Linked DNA regions of Sus scrofa: region 2 is linked to region 1. Evidence: chromatin contacts called from public Hi-C data. All regions are on one chromosome and are shown on one strand. The core of a region is the stretch at or near the end of the contact, and the rest is flanking DNA. Distances in the headings are between cores, read along the strand shown. Region 1 overlaps PDE4B (phosphodiesterase 4B). Region 2 overlaps PDE4B (phosphodiesterase 4B).

Region 1 (3,406 bases), core at 486-2,985:
ATAGGCCGTGGGAGCGGCCCAAGAAATGGCAAAAAGACAAAAAAAAAAAATGCATTTAGAATGATCCCTTGTATCAGGAATCTAAAATACTCAAACTCATAGAAGCTGAGAGTAGAGTGGTATTTGTATCAGGAGCTGGGCGAAGGGGGATTGGGAAGGTGTTGGTCAAAAGTTTCAAATGCGTAAGGTGGATAAGTCCTAGACCCACTGTGTATATAGCATGGCTGTATAATACATGTAAAAAATTGTTAAGGCACACGCACACACACACACACACACACACACACACACACACACAAAGAGGGAGGGAGAAAATATTTAGAAGTGATGCTTAGGGTTATGTGATTATTTTCAGTGATGGGCTCACGGCTATGTATTTACCCTCAACCTCATCCAGCTGAATACATGAAACATGCCCAGCTTTTTCTGTAGGTCTCAATCCTATCTCAACGAAAAATTGCATTGAGGTATAGTTGATAGCAAATATTTTTATTTTAGGTATCTCATGATGCTTTCACTTGCTAATTATGTGGATTTGGGACCTCTCTGAGCCCCAGGTTTCTCACTTGTATTAAGAAGCCCTTTGGAGTTCCCATTGTGGCGCAGCAGAAATGAATCCGACCAGGAACCATGAGGTTGCAGGTGCGATCCTTGCCCTCGCTCAGTAGGTTAAGGATCTGGCATTGCCGGGAGCTGTGGTGTAGGTCGTAGAGGCAGCTCGGATCCTGCGTTGCTGCAGCTGTGGCATAAAACGGAAGCGGTAGCTCTGATTAGACCCCTAGCCTGGGAACTTTCATATGCCGTGGGTGCGGCCCTAAAAAGCAAAATAAATAAATAAGTAAAATAAAATAAAATAAAAAACCCTCATACTGAGAGCTTCCGAGTCAAATGATATAAGTATGTAAAGGCCTCTGTCCCCTTCTCCCCCAGAGAGCAGGAATAAGAAGATGCTCTCCTACGCAGAGTGTGGGGCCAACTTTCAGGGCACCTGAGGCCTGTTACCAGCTGGACCACTGACTTCGTCTCTGCTCAGATCCGTTCCCAGGCTTTCTAGCTCTGAGCAGCTTGCCCTTTGTGGCCAGGCTGAGGTTTCTTATCGCCCTTTCCTGTCACCTCTCTCTGCGTCTGTCATGCCCAGCACTCCTCTACTGACACCCATGTTCTATTGAACGTGCATGAAAAAACGGGGACTCTTGAAATATGGCCTAAGTATTAGCTGAGCTGGAAAAGTATCAAAGCAGAAGAGAGGAGATCCTTGACTGAAAAAAAAAAAAAAAGATTGTTACTCCACAGTTTGTACCATGTCATCTGTTTTAATTACACACACACACACACACACGAAAGGATATGCACAAGGGGACTACCAATGGTATCTCTGCTTGGTAAAAATGTGATATTTTTATCCATTTGATGTTTTTGCTTCTCTGTAATTTTCTAATTTTCTACACGGCACCCATATCCCATCTGTAATAATAAATATGATATTGACAGAATGTGTGTTGAAAGTTTGCGCTCTGGTTTTGTGTGTATTCTCCCATGCTACCTCCCCTGGGAGAACTGGGTAAGCATTTTTCCTGTGTTCATTGTAAGATAAAGAAGTGTAGTCTCAGCAAATGTAGGTAACTTGCCTGAGGTTACCCACAGAAGCAAGAGGCGGGACCAGAACCAAGCCAGGTTTTCTGAGTAAATATTGCACAGTAAATATCGTGCTAGTGGCTGCGTTAGCTGGATCAGAAAAGGGAAGAGGAGAGTCAAGAAATGACAACATTTAGGAAAGCAGTTACACAATTTTAAATAGAAAAGACCTAAGGGTTCGATGCCACTTTAAAAGCAGCAGTTTCAGGAATGCCTGCATTTTCAGTCCTGAGGTGAATCCTGTCTTCCATTGACCAAGATATGGTTTTGCCCAGAATCTTGTTCTATTAATTTAACCTCAGACTTAGCTTTTGCCTTAAGGTGAATGAGAGATAATCATACCTCTTGGGTGTTTATTGCACGGAGATGTTGCAAGGATTAATGGCAGTGTGCTTGGAGCTCCTTTGAGAAAGAAGCTATATGAATACCGTGTATTATTACCAGATTAATATTTATTATCCACCCAGCTCCTCTTCCTGTTTCTCAAGGTCAAACGCAACACTTACCAGACCGGCAGAAGGAAGGAAGTCTTCCGTTGTTGCTCTTATTGAAGTGAAAGAGGGAAAGAAGGGAAGAACAGAGGGGAGGTTCTCCCTGCTCCTTTTTCCTTCTGGAAATTCTTGACAACTAGAGCCACCCCATGACCATACATAGTCCCATTACTGGCTCTTATCCTCTTGAGATTTGCTTCTGGGGTGCTAAGCATTGTCCCTTCTCGGAGCCTCTTTTTGTAAGAAAAGCAATAGGACCAGCTTTGTGGGCCTGCGAGTCCGGATGCTGCACAGGGCCCCCTCACTCAGAAGGGCGCCGTAGTCAGTTTTGAAACTCGTAATGATTTTATCTTTGATCTTGTGTTTTGTATGTCTGATGGGAAAATGGAGCATATACTCCCGTGGCTTGGAGCCTTGGCTCAAGCACTCTCCCATCTCCTGTCACCTGCCTGCCTCCCCTGGTCATGTCCTCAGCCACCCGTCTCCCTGATCCTTAGCACCCCAGGGCTCATCCAGCATCCTTCTCCCTATGCCTGCCTGTGACCCCTGCTGCCATCCACTCCCATCAGGGCCTGGGTGCAGGTGCAGAGAGCGTCTGAGTTAGGCGTGTGTGCCTGGCAACGTCTCAGGTGGGGCATGGATGTTACATGGTAGACAGAGGCCGTGTCTTGGTGGAGGTGCACTTCCTGTCCACCCCTGACCCAGGTATCTAGCACATCCCAGTGCAGCGATGGCAGCACTCTTTGTCACCTCTCTGCTGTGGGTTGGACCATTGGTAGCCTATGAAGGGAAATCTCTGACTTTTCCAGAGCCTGCCCTGGGTGTGGGGCCAGGGGACAGCACATCAGTTTCGAAACTGGCAGGTAGGGGCACCGCAGCTGCTGGTAAGTTGTGCATATGCCCTCAGTCTTAGGAGGCAGGGCCTCTGGGGTCCTATGAGGGTCCGCACTTTCCTCCTGGCATCCCTCTGCATGTCCTTCATTAATTGTGACAAATGTGCCATTATAAGGTGTTAACAACAGGGAGACCTGGATGTGGGGGAGATGGGAACTCTCTCTGTTATCGCTGCAACTTTTCAGTAAATCTAGAGCTATTTTAAAATAGCAGGTTTATTTTTAAAATACAAAAAAAAAAAATTTGGGGGGAAATAATTAAAAAATAAATTAAAAAATAAATAAATAAATTGATCCCCCCAAAAAAATTAAAAAAAAATAAAAAATACAATACCACAATGACAGTTTGAGAGAAGAAAGGATAAAGCTTTCTATTTTACTACCTTT
Region 2 (3,406 bases), core at 275-2,774, 57 kb before region 1:
ATTTTTAATAATATGCATCATATATGGAACATTCTAGCAGCCAAAACAATGGGTGAAGTGGAATAGTCTGTCCTGATTTTCTTCTTCCCAAATACATTGATCCATGTCCTAAGCAGGATCCTCACCCATGTCACAGATCAGATATTATGAAGAACAACCCCCAAGGCCATGGGTCCTTAGAAATGTCAGCAAGCCATGTCACAAAGATGACTCGAGAAATGCCTTGAGGACTCAGGCTCGACTGCTGCAGGTTCAAAGCCTGGGTATCCATAGCCTCGGCTCATGGTGGTTTTCAACACCAGTCAACTAGGTATATTTCGAGAAAAGTACAGAGAAATAGGATGAGATAATATAGAGCTTTCCAGTAAGATTGAAATAGGTTGACCTAAGTGAGAAACAGACTTGATATTTTTTAGTGCTCATGGGGATCCATTTCTTCTATATGTGTCCCCCAGGTCATTCTGGGGAGGAAATGGCTTTTTACTGGTTAATCCAGAAGCCTATTTCTCAGTATGAGTTCCTCCTGTGTCTTTGTTGCTGACCACGATTCCTCCTGGAAAGGTTCATGTGGGTGTGTCAGATGCAGCGTTTATTTGAGGAGTGGACAAGAGGCTCCGTGGGTTACCTGGGATCCTAAGAAATTCAGAAAGTCATGACCTTGCTTCGGTTCTCATTCTTGGCTGGAGCAGCCAGAGTCTAGGATGAGAGAGGGACCGTGTGTACAGCAGTAAAGGGCTCTCTGAGCCACGGTGATGGCCTGAGAGTGATCTGAGTCAGATGACTGGAAATGAAGCCCAGCACAAGCAGCACATTTGCTCCGTTTCTACATTAAGCAAGAACTGTCAAGCAGGGTTACAACACTTATGAACAAATACTAATAAAGTCAATCTTGTTACCAAAGGCTGCGGCCACTCGCACAAAAGGAGAAATTGGAGGGAATTACAGAGAGAGAGCGGAAAGGAAAGAAAAAAAAGCCTAAAAACATCAGATTGTTTTTTTCTTCTTTTCCTGAATGTTGTGTGGCCTGAATTATTGGGGTAATTTCCTTAATTATTCACCTCGAATGTTTAGACAGTCTGCATACAAAATAACAGGGCAGATGCACTGGAAAAGCTGTAGTAGTTCTGAGAGTATTTCCCCAAATGGTTGTTTTGTAGGGATTACTTTCGTTCAAATTAGCCCTCCTGAATAAGCTTACCTCAGAGCCCCAGCATCGAGCTGTTTATATTGATTTGCAAGTATTCCATGTGTCCTAAAATGAGATAAGGGTAAGTTGCAAAAAAAAAACATGAGCAAGTCAACTGAAGTGTGAAGAGTTAAAATGTTACCCTTGAGCAAAGGTTACCAAAAATAATACTCTGCTCATTAATGGCTACTTCACTACTTCCAAATTAATTTCTAAATTTAGTGTGAATGTTTCTTTGTATTAAATGGAACTGAGGAGACCCACAGCCTCTCATCTCTCACTTGCTGCCTAAAGACTGGAGTTCGTTCCGCCTTGGTTCCACTTCGTGTTTTTGCACTGCTGAGAAACACCATCCACCCACCCCCCCTGAAAGTTGGAATCATGCATGTTAGTAAGTATTTCAGTTATGCTATTGACGTCAATGGAGTCATTAAATAGATTGCTGGCCCTCCCAGAGGCAAATCACTGCCAGGGACCTAGATACAGACACGTTTTTTACAAAGACAACCATCAGGTTTTGCTATAGCAGTGAGCCAGGGAAAGGCAAAAGTTTATACTGTAGCAGACCTATCTCCAAACACAGTTTCTTTCTTTCTTTTGCATTTTAGTTCCGGCCTTTCTTTCTCTTTGGTTACAGTAGGCTGGAGCAGATGCCTAGATATTGTTGCCTGAATGTTTTGTGTGCAAAAGCATCTCCTGTCATTGAGACTCTGAAGGGAGACACCCCACTCTTAAAAAATGTGTCTCATCTTTAGCTCTACACAGCCTATCCTGATGTTTATTTGGTGGCATAAATTATCTAGGCAAATCGCTATTGTCTGCCCATATGAGCTATTGTCTCCTCGTGGCCTGAATAAACAGTGTCCTGCACACACACACACACACGCACACGCACATTTGTCCTTTCTGCTGCTTCTAGGTGACTTCTAGCTGCAGCCCCTCATCTATGAATCAACCTTTGTGCAGCCTGCCCTGTGCTTCGGCACTCAGGCTCTAAAGCAAAGGGTGGAGGAGGCGACAGAGAAGAAAGCTTCACTTCTCTCAGTTGGCTCATCTGCAGAGTCCCGCAGGAGGCAGGAGGCTGCCCACGTGCCTGTGTCCTCCCAAAGCCCAGCTGCTGCCAGCCTCAAGCCTGGTCATGCAGCTCGCCGGCATGTCAGAGAGGGCTCTTCAGGAAACATCTGTCTCTTCCTGGGTATTCCTGACAACTCTATTTACCTGGACAGGCCCAGGAGTCAGAGCCAAATCTTGCCCTCACACCTGGACTCTTCTGACTTTGCCCCCAGGCACGAAGTCGGGGAGCCATCTTGAGCAGAGCGCTCTCTCCGAATCCGGTTATCAGAATCCACCGTGCTGGTCTTAGCGCTCATCGCCTTTCCTAACCCTGTCCCTTCACTCCCTGCGCTCCTTATCAGTAAGTGTGTATACACGCTTATCAGTAAGTAGGCACAGAAATGCCAGACATCCAGCCACCTTTAGTAACCCCTTTGGGTTCATCCGGAGGCCCAGATCCACCCCCAACTCCACCACTGCGCCTTTCCCCACATTCCTGGCTCTGTGTATCTCTCCACCATCTTTTATCGCTCCACCTCCCACAGCTGGCTCTTGGGGTCTTTGCTCCAATCTTACCCCCTGGTTTTCTTCCCATCCTCCCTCCCTTAGTGTCGTGCTCCATCCTTCTCTACGTTAACCCTGGTGGGGGGTCCTTCAGCTTAGTTATTGTACTCATTCCCCCCACACACTTCAATCCACCTTCCATTCTGTGACTGGAATTATTCTTCTAAAATCCAGTTATGGTTATATTGTTTGCTGAGCGAGTGATCTTTAACCGTCCAGATAAGATCCTTACTTCTTACCAGGTTTGCAAAGTCTCTCAGAATTTTGCTTCTAAATCCTTCTTTGTCCTCATCTCTCCCTTTAACCCCTACCCCCAAGCACAGTAGATCGCTGAGTTGCACCTAACAGACGGTCGCTCAAATACACCAGGCTCTTCTTGCCTCCCTGCCTTTGTACATTCTGTTCCCTCGCCCAGGCTGCCCTTTCCTAAAAATGTCATTCACATATTCAGCACAGGGATTTGCTTACATTGTCGCAGTGAAGGAGTTCTTTATAATCGCTCTGATTTTTGGATTCTGGATTCAGGATTGAACTAAATATATGTCTCAGTTCAAACCCTAATATAGAGTATATGGTTAGCAGGTACTAGTTCCTTTCCCCATT

Evidence for each region. A called contact is a pair of places that touch in the nucleus more often than the background predicts.
Region 2: a contact with region 1 is called in a Hi-C map of liver, with 7 times the contacts expected there. The contact joins two enhancer-like sites. A contact is called at or near these places in 1 of 5 promoter capture datasets (liver), 28 of 47 Hi-C or Micro-C datasets (alveolar macrophages, blood, brain and 10 more) and 2 of 2 datasets of contacts at active chromatin or transcription factors (alveolar macrophages and skeletal muscle).

What each region holds. Positions count from the first base shown.
Region 1 is chr6:146,214,965-146,218,370 of Sscrofa11.1, reverse strand. The region is part of intron 8 of PDE4B (phosphodiesterase 4B); the gene reads left to right. Among named protein-coding and RNA genes, the nearest start is that of SGIP1, 170 kb to the right of the region's middle. Within about 2 kb of position 1,735, at least 8 of the 83 cell types and tissues checked have an H3K27ac peak or open chromatin away from gene starts, as enhancers often do. A contact at or near this core is called in alveolar macrophages, fetal liver, liver and 2 more, where this site is marked.
Region 2 is chr6:146,272,184-146,275,589 of Sscrofa11.1, reverse strand. All of the region lies in intron 8 of PDE4B (phosphodiesterase 4B), which reads left to right. The region is part of intron 1 of LOC102162258 (a long non-coding RNA gene); the gene reads right to left. Among named protein-coding and RNA genes, the nearest start is that of SGIP1, 220 kb to the right of the region's middle. Within about 2 kb of position 1,524, at least 42 of the 83 cell types and tissues checked have an H3K27ac peak or open chromatin away from gene starts, as enhancers often do. A contact at or near this core is called in alveolar macrophages, fetal liver, liver and 2 more, where this site is marked.